2 separate regions of the Mus musculus genome follow, and region 2 is linked to region 1. Evidence: chromatin contacts called from public Hi-C data. All regions are on one chromosome and are shown on one strand. Each heading gives the region's core, a stretch centred on a gene start, on an enhancer-like site or on the middle of the called end of the contact. The rest is flanking DNA. Distances are from core to core; before and after follow the strand shown.

Region 1 (4,093 bases), core at 641-3,140:
AAGGCAAAGTGCAGAGGAAATCGAGTCACACAGCTCAGTTGCCTTGTACATACAGAGTAGCCAGAGCCTAGTTGTTGTCTTCAAGAATAAATTATGTTTGAGGGAATCATATCAGCAGACATGAGCTCCATCCTTAGCAACCCACAGCAGATGATCCTTGTCAAACCACACAGAAGCAGCTTTGCCCAAGACACCCAAGGTCACACATTAACATATTGTGTTGAAAAATGTGAGGAAGAAGAGGGAAATAAGATAGACAGAGAAAGGCCAACACTGCGCAGAGCACACACCTCTAATAGACTTTAAACTGAGCAATCTCCCTTTGTTTGATTGGCTACTGTTAACATTACAGGAAAGCTTTCCAGGATGTCAATAGCAGATGAGAACATCAGAGGTAAAGTCTGGAGGAGAAATGATCACGCACACTGCAGAGCTTCATGAAGGTGAAACACAATCGTAAGTCACCAGGGATCCACCTCCCAAGACCTACCACACTGGGGGCAAATGTTTCAACTTTCTTCTTCCATTTGATCCCAATATCTAAAAGAACATATGTTTTATGATCCAGGGAAGCCTTCGCTGGAGCCCTTTGAGAATTAGCTGCAGTCCTGCAGCCCTGATTCCATAAATAGCCTTTAAACATCCTGCTCTGTGGCACTGGCACAGAGCTGAGGTCCCTGGCCTCCTGGTGTGACATTCCATCAGGCAGGGACTCCACATTCTCCTCTCCTCAGGAAGCAGAGGGCCCCTGTGCTCTTAGCTGCTGTGTCCAATTATTTTGCTGCCCTTGCAAAATAAGCACTTAGGCATCCGATGTATTTTTAAGGAAACGGATCAGCACTGCTATTCTGGGAGATACAAAGCTCATAGAGAAATAGGGCAAATTCCAAACATCAGAAAATCTTGGTCTTTATATATTAATCACACTAACATTGTAAACTGAGAGAAGGAGGAATCCAATGCCTGCCGATGCACCATTTGCTTTGTTGAGATCCTTTGGTGAAATTACACAGTGTTGTCTCCCTGTATATATTTCCTTCTTTGATTGGTTTCAATTATTGCTGACTATTTTATTTAAATCAGACAGAAAAAGAAGGAACAGAAAACTGAAAGTTACAAGTACATTTTCAAATTATCAGTACAAGCCAGATAAATAAAGGGTCATTAGAGAGAGGCAAACATACACTATATATAACCCGGCCTTCTAATGCTAAGTTGGTAGCAGACATGGCTAATCAATTACAGTATTCACCCTAATGGGTCATAAGTGGGCTCAGATTCCAAGTCCTATAAAGCATGGGTTCACCCACCACAACTGGCATCTCTGTGCTCTGGGAAACTGGATTCTGGATAGGTAGAGGTAGAATCCTTATCTATTCTCTTTTTTTTTCTATAACAATAAGGTAGAAGACATTCATTGCCTATGAGAATTGTAGGCAATAGGTTTAAAAATGGGAAAACATAATGGAGACTGCATCATTGAGTGACTCTAGAAACTTAACCTCATTTTCACACTAAAGACTTGTGCTAGGTTCAGCACGTCTGCTTTTACATATACACACACACACACACACATTATAATATTTTCCTGTATAACTGTTCCCTGCTTGAATTCAGATTTCAGTTTAGTTATTGCTTTTCCAAAGCATCTCTTCTTATCAACTCACCTAAATAGATATTCTCCTATTTTATTTCTATCTTAAAATGTAGAGGTAACTGGAAGCATCCTAAAGTGGTAAGGGTAAGGGTATCCCAGTTTATTGGCTTAGTATTTCTCCTTTCAGACAATGCCTGTCTTCCAAAAGAGACTATGTCTATTACTCACGACCAACGTGCAGTACTGCCTGCACAGATGGGCTCCCTGTAAAGACAGCAGATGCATGGCATGCACGCCACCTGCTCATGACGATGTTGTATTGTCTTAGCATTTTGTTCTATGTGCATCTCCCTGTAGAGATGTCCTTGGGTAGCACCTGTTAAAAGCCACAGAACAGGCATGCAAATCTTCTCTCAAAACTCCTGCCTAAGACATTTACTCAGTTAGAAAAATGAAGGTCTTCCTGGGTGGCTATAAAGGAAGAAATTAAACCTCCCAAGCTCAGCTGGACCACCAGACTTCTCTGAGCATCGGTTCCCTCTATCCAGCTGACTCCAGTCCAATGTGCTGATGCCCAGTAGTGTGGGGGCTGAATTAACAGTGATTAGAAGCCTCAACCTCGAGATGCCGGTGAGGTTTAAGCTCCAGAAGAAGGTATCTGACCTCTAACACCAAGCCCTCCATTAAATAACTGCATGACCACAGGCCAACAAGCTGCAACCTCAGACCTCTGTAAGTAAGAACATTTTCCTCAAGACAATCCTAATGCAGTTATAATTCTTACATTCTCGATACTCACAATGTATTATACCAGGTATAGAGAAAAACTCCATAGACACTGTTGATTAACAGTATTGTAGTATTTTTAAAGAATTAAAATGATCCACTCCAATCAGTCATTTCTCTGTTCTCAGCATCTTGCTTCTACAAAAAGAAAAGGTGTTTGTGTACAGCTATAAAAAACCTTTGGAAAAGAAGACAGGGTAAGGAATATATTTATTATTATCTACAATTTCCTGTTATTATTTCCATCATGTAAGCATTGAGATTCACAGTCAAGTGCACTGGAGAGGAGGGATTTTTTTTTGGTGCATTCAATGTACAAAGAGAGAATCATATCTTTTCTTGTTCTTTAAATAAAATCATATTAACAGAACAAATACCCTAAAGGCACCACATGCCACATTCTACCAAAAGGAAATTTCCCATTCTTAATTTCAAAGACCACCAACTTTAACGTGCACATTTTCTCCATTTAAAACTATCCATTTCTCCCAAGATAGGGAGGTTGTCTTGCAACCACTAAAATATGAGAAGTGAGCATTATGTCTTGAATTTCTAGGAGGACACCAATAGCTACAATTGAGTTTGTCTACGAAATCAAGTTCATACACGTCTGAACTCCCTTCTGGCTTGTCATCAGAGAGCACTATTAGCTCATAGCTCATCTCTCGCATGCCTGAAAAGCAGGAAGCTCTCTACATCTGTTTTATGAGACACTCAGTCTGCTGTGTGCCCCTCAGTCCCTACAAAACACAGGTATAAGCTCTTTCCATTCTTGAATTGAGACATGCCCTACACACACCGACGTCAGACCAGAGCCAGGATGATGCTGTGTGGAAGAAGCCAATCCACGCGTGTCTTACACACTGGGCACCAAGCAGGACATAGCTTCTGAACTCTGTGCATGTGAGTGACTAAGGCTCACTGCAGGCATAGAAACCATCCACATAAATGTCTTTTTTTTTTTTTTGGAGAAAGAGTACCTGCTTTTGATTTCCTTCTCTTTGAAATAATAAAGGCAAACCAGGGAGCTTTATAAATGGTCTTTCAGTCCAGAGGGTGATACTGTGGCCCCTGGGGTAGAAAGGTAAGGATCTGTCATTCATCTTAAGCCCCTCTCAGAGGCTGCTGCTTCTGCCCAACAGGGCTTGACAATAAGACTAACAGAAGGAAGAATTACCCTACATACCACACCCACCCACTGACCTGGAACACCTGAGGGCATAGAAGAGAAACAGCCATCAATAAATGTCAGGGATGATGCTTTTACTTCCTCTTCAATCCTGGTTTTATTTTCCATGTTTATGACTCTCTCTATCTCTCATCTCTCTCTCTCTCTCTCTCTCTCTATATATATATATATATACTTCATTTTGAAAAAAAATAAACTTATATTTTGTCAAAGTACTAAATCAAGTTAATTAACACCTATGCAACCTCACTATTTATTTATTGTGAGAACACTTAAAATTTACTCCCTCAGCAATTTTAAGAAACAATACAATATGCCGTTATCTAAAATCAACAAATAGTCCAACAGTTCTCTCTTTTTTTTAATGTAATGGTGTTAATTTTATTCATTGATTAATCTCTAATCATCTTTTTTTTCAAAAACATTTTTATTAGATATTTTCTTCATTTACATTTCAAATGCTATCCGAAAGTCCCCTATACCCCCCCCCCGCCCTGCTCCCCAACACACCCACTCCAGCT
Region 2 (4,756 bases), core at 128-2,627, 340 kb before region 1:
TCCAGGATGCAGTACACTGGGGAAGTCCAGGTAGGGACCATGGAGGAACAGTCTGTGGGCTCATACCCTGGCCTATTCTTAGCTAAATCCCTTATACATCCCAGGACTACCTTACCAGAAAATGAATGGTGCTACTCAGACCAACATCAATTAATAATCAAGACAGCACCTCCGGACATGCTCACAGGACAATCTTATTTGGGCAGTCCCTCAACTGAAACTCCCTTCTCAGGTGTCTTTGGGGTGTGACAATTAAAACTTAGTCAGAAACCACTCCAGCAATTTGTTCATTCCTTCTCTTACAATCTGAAGGGAAAGACTCAATAAAAGGAAGGAACACATTTACAGCATTGCTCAGTATAGAAACCCATGTGAGTACTGATCCTGCTAGATCAAGGTCACCTCATTGAGGTTCTTGGAAACCATGGCTCTCAGAGTTGTCCCCACTCTCCAATGTGGCGTTTGCAGTAGTCGCATCTACCTTCCTCTCCAGTTTTTGGTTCCCCTTGGAAGAACAGCTCATATCATTAAGAGGAAGAGGCTCTGACAATTTCCAAAGAAGCCTTTGGGGAATAGACCCCTTTTGTTTGTAGTTATCAAAACAAATTACGCGCTACATGCCTGAAAGGATGTTGACTTCAAGATGTCTTCCCTGGGGACCCTCAAAGTCGCAAATGTGAATTCTAAACCTTTGTCTTATAAAGGCCAATCTGAAATGTGCGCTGATCTGAATAGGGCTTGCTCCTTAGTGATCAGGGAGGACTCTATATTTGGAACACAATAACACCATTTAGAAAGCAGGGCGCTCTGGGTCCCTGATTAATGAACTGAAGCGCATCTCTACAATCCAGGGCCCTGCAGCTTGGAGTCAAAGCCATGCACAATACTTCCTTCTCCCCACCCGACCCCTCCCGGACCTAGCCGCAAAAGATGGTATTTCAAAGTCAGTTCAGTCTATAGAAGTAAAATAGTTATAATAATTGAGGAAAAATATTAGTGATTTCCATGCTTAAACAAATGGCACATGGCACATAAATTGCACCATCTGCTATGACTTTCCCCGAGTAGGAAGCTGGCAAATATTGTATAATCATCTACATATGACAGATAATTTCCAGCCAAGTCTAAATAAAAAAGTGCTTTGTCTTCAGGCATCATTTTAAAAAGCCAGAGACATAAGGTAAACAATCAAATGTTATCTCACTGTTTACTTTCCCCATCAAACACACACAAAACTGGTTTATGGACATGTATATATTACTATACATAGATAAAGACTTGATGATATTTTAAAAATTTTTTCTTTATGTGTGTGTGGGCACATACTTGCAAATGGATATGCTTGCAGGTGCCCTTGCCAACCAGAAGAGGATGTCAGGTCCTCTGGAGCTAGAGTTGCAAGTAGTTGTGAGCTGACCAATGAAGATGCTGGGAAGCAACTTGGGAACTCCAGAAGAGAAGAAAGCACTCTGAACCGATAAGCCGTCTCTCCAGCTCCAGACACAGCATACTAAATTTATGCTTAGGAAGCACATATGAGCACAAGCTTAGTCTATCATGCTTTAGTTTCTTCCTCCATTTTCTTCTCTCTCTTTTTTTTTTTTTTTTGAAAACTCAATTCAATGAATCCATTCATTTGTCTGCATGTCGGAAAGAGGATCATACTAGGTAGAGAAAGCTGCCCTTGATCCCCTGGTTGCCCCTCATGTATGCAAAGATTACATATCTACCCACCCACACTAGTTATAAATATCTGGACTCTGTATAATAACACCCTATTTAATGTACTTTTTGCTTACATTTATTTGTTTACTTGTGGTTGGGGAGGACATGTTCCAGCATGTATGTAGAGGTCAGAGAACACTTGTGAGGGTCAATTCTGCTCAGGTCATCAACACTAGTGGCAAGGACCATTATTTACTGAACCTTCTTACCTCTGCTCCACTGAATTTATATTTTAACCTGTACGCAGAAAGGCTTTCTGTTCAATTCTTGTTGGCTCACAGTACCATGAGAATTAAAGCAATAAAAATATTCAATATTAGGGAATAAATGTATGTTTCGGTGGAGGAGGTATGAGGCACCATGGGGATAATTTGCACAAACTGAAAAAAATAAATCCACTGTCAATGAAATCGTGTCCTTGCAGAACTCTTGAAGTTCCCTAATATAGAACAGAATTAGTGTAGTCAGATTTCATTTAAGCACAAGGCTTGGCCGTCCATTATTTAAACAGCACTGTCAGTCATGAAAGAATACTTCAAGCACATGACAACACAATTCTTCCCACACTGAAGGTTGCCCTCTAAATCAGAAGAGAACGTAAGGGCTTCCTAAGGACTCCTTCTCAAACAAATTACAGTCTGGCCGCACCAAAATGAATTTTATTATTGAGGACAAGTGAATTGTACAGTACTTATAGCAAACACATTAGAGGATTAAAATTGATTGAAGGAGATTGGATTTGAAAAGATATAAATAGGGAAGACATGAAAAATCTGCTCAAAGTGAACTTATCAAAACAGCAGTGGAATTCAGGCATCAGCCATTTGCCTCTGGAAGTCGCTTCCTGGTTGTCTATAGAGAGCGTAATGGAAAGGCTGCAGGGTGGTGGCACTATGTGATAATACACTATGGATGCAAGATAAGTGCTCACAGGGGTACACACTAATGTAGAAAGACTACATCATGGTAGTAGTACTGTGAGGATGGATTGTGGATGCGAGATGGAATGTACAAGCTCACACAAACAAGCCATGGAACCACAATGGCCAATTTTCCATCTTTCTGTGTATCAACCACTTGATGTGACTTCAAAAGAAGTTTCAAGTAATGGTAAATAGAATGTATATTCAGGGGTTTTCTGCCTTTTTCTGATTATCTGCAGGAATTTCACATTTCTTCAATGTGGATTGACTATGGGGTGATCATCATACAATGATTGACAATCCTTTGTACCCTGTGTTTAACATTCTTCTATTAGCTTGCCATAAGCACAGGTACTAGACCCTAGCAGCAACCCAATGTGCCATGCACTACCAGTAACACAAAAGTTCCCTTGTCTCCAGCACACAAGGACATCAAGAGACATAGAATTCAAATCTCAAGCTGCCCAGTTGAGGCAAGAGCTCATTTGCAAAATGCTTGTTTTACCAGCAACTGAGTAAGAGTTCAATCCCCAGAGCCCATGTAAGAAAAGCTAAATGTGGCACTGTATATATTTGTAATATACACTGTGGGGAGGTAGGGACAGGTGGGTCACTGGGGCTTGCTGGCCACCCAGCCTCACCTATTTGGACAGATTAAGGCTCATGAGCTACTATACATCAAACATCAAGATGGCTAGTGACTAATGAATAATGAGGTCATCTTCTGGTAGTCTCTACCCACATGTGTATGAGATCACATGTACACCTGGGCTAGATAGATCCAAGAACATCTATTCTAAAATATTAACATATCTGCTAGTTTTAATCATATAAGTAACACAACTTTCCTTACAACTGGCTGAAAGAATAGAAGGGGAGATCAGAAAATGGCTAGGGTATTATCTCACTGCTACATTCAGAAGTACCTGAACAAAATACACGACAGGCAGCTTTCAAATACAGCCACCTAAACTCTGCTCTGGTACCCATTTGTTGTTTGTTGACTCCTCCATAGTGTCCCATAGCTGGCCTATGGGGATGATGAAATATGAGATCCATGATGTATGTAGCTTAGATGTAATCTTAGCTTATAAAAGATTTATAAGTAAAGAGTTACATGTAAATTAAAAATCACTTCCATCTTTGGGACTCTCTTGCACACCCTCTCTTTCCCTCCTCCTTTTATCCTCCCCTTTCTACCCCCTACCCTGTTTCCATCCATCTCCGCCCTTTCCTTCCTCTTATAGCTTGTTTTGGGGAAAGCCATCTGCCACATTTCCAGGGCACTCTAGAAGCCTGCAGAGAGGCCCTGTGGTGAAGAACTGAGGTCTGCCAACAGCTACATGAGAGAGCTGGAAGACGACTCTATAGGTTTTTATTTTCTACTACCCTAGTTGACAGCAAAGTAACCATTACTTCACAGGATCCCAAAACTAAAGACACCCACAACCTTCAGAACCCCATGAGAATCTAAATATGTGTCATTTTAAGGGGCTAACTTACAGGGTAGTTTGTTACATAGCACTAGGTAGCAAATATGTGCTGCTCCCTATAAAATGGATCTATTAAAGACTTTCTAGACTTTAATTAACATGTTATTGTCTCCTTCACAGTTCCCATGCAAAGACGGGACAATCAAGTTACAACTTAAAAAGTGCATCATGATGTTTTAAGTAAACTTATGATTTTGTGTTGGGCTTCATCAATGGTTATCTCAGACTGTGCGAAGCTCACAGGATGCTGGTAGGACATGGCTGTTAGCAAATGAGGTTTGTTCATCAATTCTCTGATATTAATCAATTGCTTTAGACAAGCCAGTAGGATGCTGTACTTGAACTCCCTCCTGAGACTCACAATACAGAATGCAAACTGTATCAAACACTGAATATGCTCAAACATCTCTGGTTATCAGGCAGGTATCAGACACTGTGAGAGTGCTGGCCTGCAGTGCTGAAAACAAGCCATCCCCCCTTCTGTGTGTTCTCAGGGATGTAGGCTGACATCGAATAAGAAGACACATGAAGAAACGAATAAATAGTAACTTCTATAAAAGCAACAGGAAGCAGAGAGAATGAACAAGCATGTCTTTGGCTACAGCACTCACCCAA

Evidence for each region. A called contact is a pair of places that touch in the nucleus more often than the background predicts.
Region 2: a contact with region 1 is called in a Hi-C map of cerebellar granule neurons, with 2.9 times the contacts expected there. The contact joins two enhancer-like sites. A contact is called at or near these places in 4 of 484 Hi-C or Micro-C datasets (cerebellar granule neurons, cerebellum and cerebral cortex).

Annotation. Positions count from the first base shown.
Region 1 is chr16:6,082,963-6,087,055 of GRCm38.p6, reverse strand. Gm36824 (a long non-coding RNA gene) reads left to right here. Exons shown (of 4, transcript XR_875875.3): 4 at 353-450. It also overlaps a transcript of Rbfox1 not described here. Among named protein-coding and RNA genes, the nearest start is that of Gm52235, 5.0 kb to the right of the region's middle. Within about 2 kb of position 1,890, at least 17 of the 459 cell types and tissues checked have an H3K27ac peak or open chromatin away from gene starts, as enhancers often do. A contact at or near this core is called in cerebellar granule neurons and cerebellum, where this site is marked.
Region 2 is chr16:6,424,127-6,428,882 of GRCm38.p6, reverse strand. It overlaps a transcript of Rbfox1 not described here. Among named protein-coding and RNA genes, the nearest start is that of Gm36824, 320 kb to the right of the region's middle. Within about 2 kb of position 1,377, at least 4 of the 459 cell types and tissues checked have an H3K27ac peak or open chromatin away from gene starts, as enhancers often do. A contact at or near this core is called in cerebellar granule neurons and cerebellum, where this site is marked.